2 separate regions of the Mus musculus genome follow, and region 2 is linked to region 1. A link is a contact called in public Hi-C data. All regions are on one chromosome and are shown on one strand. Each heading gives the region's core, a stretch centred on a gene start, on an enhancer-like site or on the middle of the called end of the contact. The rest is flanking DNA. Distances are from core to core; before and after follow the strand shown. Region 1 has its middle 51 kb from the start of Gm35748. Region 2 overlaps Gm35813 (a long non-coding RNA gene).

Region 1 (5,628 bases), core at 1,552-4,051:
CCTCTGCCTCTGCCTCTGCCTCTGCCTCTGCCTCTGCCTCTGCCTCTGCCTCTGCCTCTGCCTCTGCCTCTGCCTCTGCCTCTGCCTCTGACCCTGACCCTGACCCTGACCCTGACCCTGACCCTGACCCTGACCCTGAGTGCTGGGATTAAAGGAGTGTCCAGTCACTGCCCAGCTCACTTTCACTTTTCAAACCATGAGAAAAAGAAGCATTCCACCGGTTCTGGACTAGCATAGGAGATGATAAAGTCCTTTGGCTTTTCCAATGAGTAACAGCCACTGTGAATTCCTACTCCTGGATCCCAATCGGAGACAGACTTTCTGACCCTTCAAATTCAATTGGCATCTCTTTAAAAAAGATGAATTAACATTCTGTTACCACATACCTTGCTGAGTTCTCTCCTCCTCCACACACATTCTATACACAAACTCGAATGAATTAATATTTTATTTCTAATTAAAAATAACTACAAAGAGTGTCGCATCATGTCATAGTGGACATACATCAACAATGTGCTTCAACTTGAACCCTAGGGAAGAAATATCTCAAATTTTATGCATGAATATTCAATAAGTCTGTGCATCTTTTAGTTACAAGTTAATGTTCAGAAATAAAGATAGGTACTGTGCATTCATACGAACCAGAAAACAATGAACACCTCTTTTATAATCAAAGCCACAAATGTCCCTTATACTTCCTTTTTTTCCAGAAAAATTAAATATCTAAGTGGAATTTTTTTGATCACATAATATTTAACAATTAAGAAGAATTCCTTTTACCAAAACCCAGCCTCTAGTCACTTAAATATGTGAAATATTGTATAAAGACACAATATTAGAGTTCTTCTATTATAGTAGATATTTTATTTTCTATGAAATATCTCTTAATAAAGAGTTTTTGTATGTCAAATGATAAAGTTATCTCTGATCCCTGGTTTTAGTAGAAATGGAAGCTTTTCCAACTTGGAGCTTGGAATATATATTCAACATATCAGTTTTGGACTAGCGTATATTTGTTTTGTTTTGTTTTGTTTTAGTTTTTTTCCGAGAAAGGGTTTCTCTGTGTAGCCCTGGCTGTCCTGGAACTCACTCTGTAGACCAGGCTGGCCGAGAACTCAGAAATCCGCCTGCCTCTGCCTCCTAAGTGCTGGGATTAAAGGCATGCAATAGCACACCCGGCTTTTGGACTAGCGTATATTTAATGTCTTTGAATGTAAGGAGAAAGAAGCAGGCTTGAATAAATAGAACAGATGCCAGGAGACTGATGCTCAGACATTGTTATATCAAAAGGAGATTTGTTTTACAAAAGCCTAACTCCCTTTGGAAATGACCAAAAAGTAGATTTAGATATTTATGGTTTCCGATCTTTACTAGAACAACTTAGTTTTATAAAAACCTCAAAAAAATGTAGGACCCCTCTTTAAAAGAGATGAAATGACCTTCAAGAGGATTTAAGAGAAAAACTGAAGGAGCCCCTCAAAGCCAGTGCACAGCACATTCTGAATAAATTAACACTGAAACTCATTTAGAATACCATGACTGTAAGGTGGACCCCAGACCTTACTCACTCTGTAAGAGTAAGCTTATACCTTTCTACCAGCATCCCAATCTCTCCCCAACCATTCACACCCTGGCAGCTGGGGTTCTACGTCAAGTTCATGAACTGGCTGTTTAGTTTCCAGTATAACTGAGACCATGTGCTATTTGTCTTTGTGTGCCTGATTTATCTTACATCACATGGTTTTTCCAGGGCAATATTTCCTCTTTTTTGTGGGTGAATAATACTCCATTGTATGTGCATATATCAGATGTTCTTGATCAGTTGTAGCTATATGTGATAGATATTACTACACTACTTACTTGAACTTTGGTATTAGAACAGACTTTAGGTAGCTTATCCTTCCTCCTGATGCCCACACGTTTACTATGGAGGGGTGAGTGTATCAATCAATTTAATTATAGTTATCATTATAACATATTTACATCTATCAAGCCAATTTTATATCTTGAACATGCACAATTAATTATGTCAATCAAATAGGTTAAGATAAAGATAGGAAAAGAGAGCAGAACCTGTACTGGAGGCAACTCTTTAAGGTTACTGATTTAAATAAAGGAGCTCTGGATACTTATTTATTCCCCAGGCTAGCTACACTATCTACCTATGTCTCTGGAATAAGTACAGAAATCAATAAAGCTTAAAAGTGGCCATGATGACTACATCAAGAAAATATTTTTAAAAACCTTTCTGAAACCAAAGTTTACACTGAATCAAGGATAACAAACAATGATTTGTTCATTCATTCTCAACATGAACTTTTTCCAAAGAACAGAACATAAGCAACTGCTCTCTCTACAGACCCTAGTTCCTTAAAGAACACAAGCTACATCTAAGACTCTCACTCAGATGTTCCTTCAGTGTAGTGGGCAGCCTCTAACAGCAAGCTCACCCACACTTTCAGCATGTACTTACTGCTCCATTAAAATGTCTACTTCAGAAACAATCTTACTACGTGGGATCTTATATTGTTTTTTTACTTGTAAGTCAGCGCATAGAACCAGAAAGAAGGGGGTCAGTTTGCAGTGTCTGATGAGATTTAAACAGCAAAATAGTATGTCTGTGTAGCACCAAGACTTAGACAAAAGCAATACTCTCATTTGATTGTGAAAAGGAAATGTGTTCTAAGCCTTTGAGCTATTATCTATGCCAGAATAAAACAGGAAATGACAAAAGGTCATATCTATGTATCTGCATGAAACACTTGGGCTCTCATTCACACACCAGGCATGTAGAAGACATATTGCCTCTTCAAACAGGCCCACTCTGCTTATCAGTTTCCTGAAAGGGCAGTGAGGAATGGCTCACAGGAGCCTGAAAAGGCGACCATCCACAGAATGGAAAACAGAGACAACATAGTTTATCGTTTAACTTAAGAATTATGGTCTAGTTGGTTTCAATTTGCATAGTCCTAATCATGTCAGACAAAGGCCTTCCCCCAGGGGTTTGCATTCCATGGTCAAGAACTGAGAGAATGCAGTTATTAACCACAGACAATTGATTTTGTTTAGATTATAGGCTAAGGAGAGCGATGGATGAGAAGAGTAGATGAAAGGACTTAAAAAAACAACAACCTTTCTGCCATGAGTGAGTAGCTTGTTCTTAGGTGTTCTCCATGACTGTACAGGATGTGATGATAATGCCTGTCGTACTTCATTCTTTCCCAAATCTATTGTTCTCACATTATTTTAGCTAAGTCATGTTTTAGGTAGACTGGTGCTTCTGTCCCGATTTCCTGCTGAGTAACAGACTTCTGTAGGCTTTGGGATTGGAGAAGAGCCTGGCTCCTTTCTAAGAACAGAAGGTTTTTGCAGAGTGAATAACTTAGTGTGAAGTTCCCAAAGCCTTCTATTCACCAACAAAAGGAATCCTCCTGCTGTATTAGGAAGAATGAAAGAGATCCGAGCAGTGTGCTTTTTAATCATTTTACCTGACAGCGGTCAAAATGTCAATTAAATAAATCTTAGAAATACTGTTTATACTTCATATTTAAGTGACCTTGAATGTTTTCTGGAACTCCAATTTATCATGAACAAATCCATACTGAGCTCACAGGCAATGCATTAATCATCCACTGTATAAAGTAAGCTACACAATAAAATTAAATTAAATCTCAATTTACCAAAACATTAACATGCTAACAACTACCAACTTTGTGACACCACAGTGTAGGAATGAAATGAATAAAACAGTATATTCACTCTACTAAATGATGTAATTGAAGTTAAAAAGCTGTATTTTGTGTTCTTTGAGAAAAAGATAACATGCTGTTTACTTTAATGCAGTGACATTTTATTTTGTGATTAATTTAAAAATAACATTGTAAAAACTACAAACTCATTTTAATTTGACAAGCATTTGGTAATTAATTTTCAAACAATGCTATGGGAACCCAGAAAGCACTCTTCCTTTGACATGTATTTTATAATTTATTTTAAAACAATGCCGCACAAATCTGCAAAGGCATAATTCATTTGGGAGTTCATTAATTATGCAAATGAGTTGCAATTAACAAATCTGTTCCAAGGATGGCATTTGCATAATAATGAACTTCATGTTTGTGACATTATTTAATAAGATACCTTTGTGCATTTTTAAACGAAACACTCTTGTGAATACTGTGCGATGAGTTAGGGTTTGAAATGGACAATGTAGTCAGTGAGATTCCAAACCACATGCAGAAAAACGTTGTTAAAATAAACAGAATTATAGGTAATTCAAATAATAAATATGGATTTTTAGAACACACGGGTTTTGATTAGTCTCAGCTTCCCCAGATAACATAAGACATCATTTTACATTTATAAAGACCAATATACAAATTAGACTAAAGTGAGGTGAAGCAAACAGAACTATAGACTTCAATTTAATCTTTCTAGTAAAAGTGGGTCACATTCTATACACATGAACCCTAAATCATGAACATTATGTTAAAAATAAACATATTATTATATATCCAAAGACATCTTTCAGAGACTTATGTCAGATGCCAACAAAACCTTCATTACCTTTCAGTCATCATTTTCAATCATCTGTAATGGATGTGACTGTGGCCAAGTTAGTGTGGATGACAGGAAGGTGAAGGGATGGGGAGGTGGTCAGTGTGTAAGAATGCTTGCTCTGCAAACATGAGGATCTAAGTTGGAATGGTCACTGTTCTTCTAAGAATCTGGGCGTGGCTATGTGTGCCTATGGCCGTCCAGCTTTATGAGACAGAAATGGATAGATCACGAGAACTTACTGGCCAAAGAGGCTTGCCAAAATGGCAAGGTTCAGGTTCAATTAGAGACCGTATTTAGGTAAGAAGACAGAGGGTAATAAATGAAGACAGCCTATGACCTGCTCTGGCATCCATCTGCATAAACATAGGCACATGAACCCATACACTCAAGTGCATGTAACAGCACATGCACACACACAAAACACACACACACACACACACACACACACACAGAGGAGATATATTCCTATATTTATGTGAGATAAGGGACAGAGATAGGGAACCAATGACAAGACCACCAAAGTCTAGCGTGGTGATGTAATGGCTTTTATTACTTACAGGAATCTGGGTGAGGAGTTACTTTCTAGAGCAGAAAACAGTAAGCAAGTAGCTCAAAGGTTGGAGAATGTTCTTTCCAGGTAATTTGCTTCGTCACTGTTTCTTCCAGATAGCTCTGAAGTTCATGCTGCTTATATGTGCCTAGGGATGGGGGAAATCTAATGAATCTGATCAATTTCAGTGGCTTCCCGAAGCTATTGAGTTGTTTACCTCCTCCTTACAGAATGGAGTGTTTCCCTTCCTCTTAGAACATCCTGTTGTGGCCTCCCTCCTTCTTACTGAGATTGCTTCTTAGTGATGTCCTCTTGTCTCACCACCACCACCACCACCCACCCACCAACCCCGAATCATCCTTTGCTTCAACAAGATTTTCTGGAGTGGAAGCTTCTAATCTCAGAGAAAAGTAGTGCATCACACCAGAGAACTCTGATGAGATTAAAAAACACACAAGACTCAAGCGAACGCTCCATAAGGCAATTTTCCTAAAGAGTAGAAGTGAGCCAATTTAGAA
Region 2 (5,628 bases), core at 1,468-3,967, 65 kb after region 1:
ACCCACCCCACCCCACCCCACACACACACCACACCCTTACAGCAAATGAGACAGTTAAGTAAGTAAAGCGCCAAAGAGATAGCCTGCGGAGTAGAACATCTTTGCCTGCTTTATCCCTGACAAAGGACTGATATCCAGAATGTATGAAGAACTCAAAACTCTTAACAAATGATCTAACTGCAGATTGGGCTGAGGAGCTAAACAGACTTTCTCACACGTACAAATGGCTGTATAATTAACTAATAATGTTATTTTTATTGCTGCTGTTGTATGTGTTCAACATCCTTAGTCATCAGGGAAATCCAAACGAAAACCACATTGAGTTCAAGATGGCTATCAACAAAGAAGCACAAACTACACAGTGCTGGCGAGGGCACGGGGAAGGAGGGACACTTACTGATATCCTGAGGCTAGTCTGCAGAGAATATGTTTGTTTGTTAAGTTCTTCCCTAGGTTGGGCATTGGTCTGTCTTCAGATGTGAACAATTGAGATGCACGTTGGTGTCAAATCACTGAGGGTTTATAATTTGAGAAGGCAAAAGGGACTCTGTGTGTATTTATTTCAAAGACCTGAAAGCCTTTCCCACAAAGTTGTATGCATACCTAAACTTACTGCTAATGACCACTGTTTACACCATTCTAATAACAAGGAAAAACAAAACCAGAGCTAAGTCTTTGGAGTTCAAGGACAAAATGTGTGTGTGTGTGTGTGTGTGTGTGTGTGCGTGCATGCATGTGTGTATTGGAGGGTGAAGACAAACGAATCAAAATCAGCATTTTTGCAATCTATTCCACCTGGCCACCTTAATAACATGTCAATTAAATGATCTACATGCACTAAAAACTCCTTGGTATACTATAGAGAATGTACATGGCAAAACACTAAAAAGCATCCGGGATTCAAACTGATTATGAGGAAACATTGTCTAAAAACCTGGAAGTATCCACTCTATAACCCAGCAGGACCCTGGGTTGTTGTCCAGAGGGCCATGTCATCAAAGGAAGAGACTACATGGTTTCCTATAAACGGTAAGCTGAGCAGAGCTGTTGTCCTTTGCTTGTGAGGAAATGACTGTCAACCCCTCAGTGCCTAAATGCCTAAAACCTGTTTTATACCATTCATGTGACAATCTCCTTTCCTCCCCCCATCCAGCCCTGCTCTTTATGCAAAATGCTTGTTAGGTCAAGTTTGAATAATCATCAATTTTATACCATAGAAGCCTGAAAGATACAGTCCATTTTCTCACACACACACACACACACACACACACACACACACACACACACACACACACACACATTCTTCAAATGCTCTCTGTGTGTACAGACATCAAATGTCTCAACTTGAACTAGTCTGCTTTGCAGCTGTATTTGAGTGAACACCTGCAACCCATGGGTTATCTGAACAGTGTTCCGGGTTCTATCACTTACGGAAAAGGTAAAACTGTTTCACCATCTTTTTGACAATGTTGCAATGAACTCTTCCCTCAAGTACTAAAAGCCTGCCTGGCCTTAGCCAAAGTAAACGCCTAGCCAGTCTCAGTGAGTAGTTCGCCTCCCTTTTCTAAAGCTGTTAGCGTGAATAAATTAATGAGGTCATCACTTACCCTCAGAGGACTGACTTCTGAAAAAAAGAATATGTGAGACTTGAAAAGGTAAATCTTTTTATCGTTCCAGAGAAATACAAATATCTTCCTCTGCTCACGGTGTAATCAGCTTTTCTCGGTATTACATCATGAGCAACGATGCAGGTCATTAGTTCAGTGCCTGGATATGATCATTTGTTAGATGAACTACCATGTCAGGGTTTTGAACTGCAGCAATCAGTCAGAAGTTTCTCTTTTCCCTTGATTTATGTTTTTGAGTATGTTAATGAATGTTTTATAGATTTTAATATATATTTATATATTTGATTTATGTATAAAAGTTGATTTATGTATCAAATATATATATATATATGTATATATATATAAAACAATTAAATAAATGTTGCATCTTGACTGTTAACAATACTATGCCATACTTACTTGAATATCAAAAATCTAAATGTTTATGTAAACCATTCTCTTTATTAGTCAAGTAATAAAAAATGTAAATTACTGGTTTACTGGTAAGTTATTTTTTTACTGGTAGAAATATCAAAATTATTACATTTGAATATCAGAAATCCAAATGTACTATGTAAATTAATTTTATGTTATCAGATAAGCATATTTTAAATTTTAAAATTAACATTTAGTTTCTAATCTCTTTTCCTCCTCCAACCTATTCTTTGGCAGAACGTGCAACTAGGTTTTTGCCAAACTAAGCTTGTTCTTCTAACAGAGTAAAAACCTGCTTCCAAAGGGTGAAATTGTACTTTGATGCTTTCTTGGAAAGGCTCTGTAGTTTACTTTGTAGTTTACTAGATCTGCCTCTGATAAGAATCCAAGAGCCATTTCTTTAACCCATCTGCAACAAAGCGGTGGCCACAGACAAATCATGTTATAGTACTTTCTCTTTTCTTTTCCATGGCACTACTTTTTTATGGCCTCTAGAAACATTGCAACTTGTGGGTTTCATCTTTATAGAATCAGGAGAAAATCAATAATTTTGCAAAAGGATGTTCCTGGCTCTGACAGTATAAAAATGTATGGCTCACTATTCCAGGCATTAGAGCTCTATAAAGGTTGAATTAGGAGACTCGTGACACTGGAGTAGCAGGTAGCGTCCATGCAGAGAAGCCGTCATGCTTCCACAAAAGAGGGGAGTGACTAACATAACACTTCCAATCGTATATTAAATAGAAATGCATTTTACAACACACACACACACACACACACACACACACACACACACACACACACACACTACACAGACTCACTCAACTTTACATAGAACTGTAACTAAAATTTCATAAAACAACACTACTGGAATTACAACAAGAACACTAGTATGTTCTATTTCTTTGTTCTATGTGCCCTGTTTGTTTATAAGCAGATCATGAGCTAGTAAGAGATTTCATATCTCACTTACAGTTTTCCATTCTGCGAGAGCACCATGAAGTGTGCTTAAGAGGATGAGGAGGCTGGGAGAGCATGAGCCATGAGTCTTTGAACAGTGCCAGGGCAGTGGTCTTGTAAGGACCAGCTAAACAGGAGCCTAAGGTTGTAATCCAAAGCATGAGACCTTTGCTAAGTCACACAGACTACTTAGTTAACATAGACTCAATTGCAAAGAGCAGGTAGCAAGTGCTAATTATTTATTTAGTCCAGGGCTGTTAGGAATAACAAAGTAAGTGTGTTTTTCAATTTAAATTTGAAGTCAGTTCATACTTTGGGTAACCAGATTTGCAAAGAGACTTTTGAAGAGCTCAGATTCCTTCCCGCTCCTTCTGTGTTTTGAAAAGGGAGTCTGCACTCAGATTTAGCCTGAGAATCTGCAGGGAAGAAGATTGTTTGCATACAAAAAAAAGAAAAAGCTAGCATTGTATAATATTCTAGACAGTCTCTGGGGAACCTTTGAACTCCTCACAGACTATGGATTTGGGTCAAGATCCAATCCTTGGGGAAAAGGAAAGGCTGCTAAGAGAAGAAATGTCAGGAGCATTTGAACACCTGAGCTAAAGAACCAGATGCAGATGCTGAAGGTAAGCCCCACTCCAGATGGGAAGGTCAAGAAAACCAGGAGCACGGGAAGAAACCAGAGCAGATCACAGGCCCAGGTGGCTTCCCAAGGAGGAGGGAAAGAAGAGGGAGCTGCCACCCCCACCCCCAGGAAGCCAGAGAATAATCTCAGATGTCATTGCTCTCCCTCTCCTTCTCTCCCAACAGGGAAGGTCTATCACTGGAAATTCAGCAATTGAGTTGGCTGGCCCGTGCGCCCAGGGAACTCCTTGCCTCTGCTTCTCCAATACTCCTGGTTTCTTACTTTGGTTCTAGGGGTTGAACTTGGGCTTTTGTGCTTGCAAAGCGAGTGCTTTACCAGATGGGCAGTTTCTCCTACTCTATAAACCACTCTTATTCTTCACGGCACAGACCTTACTTAAACATCTACCATCAGGCTCTTGCCACAACTACAAAACTTTTGAAACACAAGCTCATGTATTAATTTGAATTCACTTTTTAGCAGCTTAAAAGGCTTTAACTTAAAAGTAGGTGCCTTTCATTAGTTCCAAGTTTTTAATCTAACTTCTACTGGAAATCGTGCTCCCTTAATTTGATATTTAGAACCAAAGACAAAGTATGATAGATAAGTAACCTTTAAAAAGAGAAAAATCAAACTAAGTGTTAAGGCCTGGCAATATCATCTGTACTCCAGTGCACATAAGGAAAATTAGTTTGGGTTCAATGTGTATAAAACAATGCAGAACCCAGACAAAATGTCTGGTAAATTAATGAATAATCTAGACATGAATTTTAATGTCATTGAAGATGTTTTCTAAGGAATCATTTTGGAGGAATTTTATACTAGAATTCAAAATCTAGTAGTTGAAAGGCACTGCCACTTACAATTCAGGGTTCTGCCCATCTCTATGTGCGATATAATTTTAGATTCAGTCTCCCATTGCTGAGGTTTTGTAGGACATTCCTTGTTTGCACCAATGTAGAAAACATCTCTTATCCCAGCATACATAGGTCAGTGCTGTGAGTAGATGCTACAGATATGAACAAAGGCTTCATTATAGCAAACCCCTTGGAGGTTTGAACAGAACTTGAAAAGAAGCTTTGCAATGTCTTTTCGTTTGGTTTGCTTTGTTAACAATAGGCTCAGTCTCGTTCTCAGATTTAGAAGAGAAAAGAAACCCCCAATGAGGTCTTTGCTCCTCACAGTTCCCTGGTAGACATCTTCATTTATTTTTCTGCCACTCAAATGTTTGTTACAAACACCACATCACCTTCTCTTTTAATCAATAACTTTATAGCTCCCATTCATTTGTTCCACAAATTGTCAAATAAGATAATCTATTTTAAGTGCTGAGCACTCCAAGACAAGGACAGTTCACGCTTTGCCACTTAAGTAGAAGTAGCATAAAATAAAGACAAAACTATGTGACAGGATATCCTATTTGAACACTAGAGCTGGGAATCCTTGCTATACAGGGAGGCTGACACTGAGGTCCCACATAGTGCTGGGCATGCATCATTAGAAAAGGTAGGAAGAAGATGCCTGGGCAGCAAACAAAGTGTGTGTGTGTGTGTTTGTGTGTGTGTGTGTGTGTGTGTGTGTGTGTGTGTGTGTGTGTGTGTGTGTCTGTGTGTGTCTGTGTGTGTGTGTGTGTCTGTGTGTGTCTGTGTGTGTCTGTGTGTGTGTGTGTGTCTGTGTGTGTGTGTGTCTGTGTGTGTCTGTGTGTGTCTGTGTAGAAATGCAGAAAAGCCAGGACTAGAAAGAAAGCTGTAAAAATGCACAGAACCTTTTACCTGTGACCAAGGTTAAATAAAAGGGGAAAGCATCGAATGGGTGTGAGCAGGAAAGTAACATGACTTGATTTACACTTACAAATGCATATCCCAGCAGCCACGTGGAGGGCTGACAAAGGAAACAAGGACAGAGGCGTCAGTCAAAAGACTTTCCTGAAATGAGAAAAGGTGGTCACATGGACCAGGCCCAGGGCAGTGAAAGTGGTTCCCTTTTGGAAGCCTCCTGCAG

The links. A called contact is a pair of places that touch in the nucleus more often than the background predicts.
Region 2: a contact with region 1 is called in a Hi-C map of group 2 innate lymphoid cells, with 2.5 times the contacts expected there. The contact joins two enhancer-like sites. A contact is called at or near these places in 1 of 15 datasets of contacts at CTCF or cohesin (CD8 T cells), 9 of 484 Hi-C or Micro-C datasets (the C10 cell line, CD4 T cells, bone marrow-derived DN3 thymocytes and 5 more) and 2 of 115 datasets of contacts at active chromatin or transcription factors (bone marrow-derived macrophages and microglia).

Annotation. Positions count from the first base shown.
Region 1 is chr2:79,170,395-79,176,022 of GRCm38.p6, forward strand. No RefSeq gene overlaps it. Among named protein-coding and RNA genes, the nearest start is that of Gm35748, 51 kb to the left of the region's middle. Within about 2 kb of position 2,802, at least 27 of the 459 cell types and tissues checked have an H3K27ac peak or open chromatin away from gene starts, as enhancers often do.
Region 2 is chr2:79,235,919-79,241,546 of GRCm38.p6, forward strand. Gm35813 (a long non-coding RNA gene) reads left to right here. Exons shown (of 4, transcript XR_866504.2): 4 at 1-1,898. Among named protein-coding and RNA genes, the nearest start is that of Gm39866, 3.5 kb to the left of the region's middle. Within about 2 kb of position 2,718, at least 2 of the 459 cell types and tissues checked have an H3K27ac peak or open chromatin away from gene starts, as enhancers often do.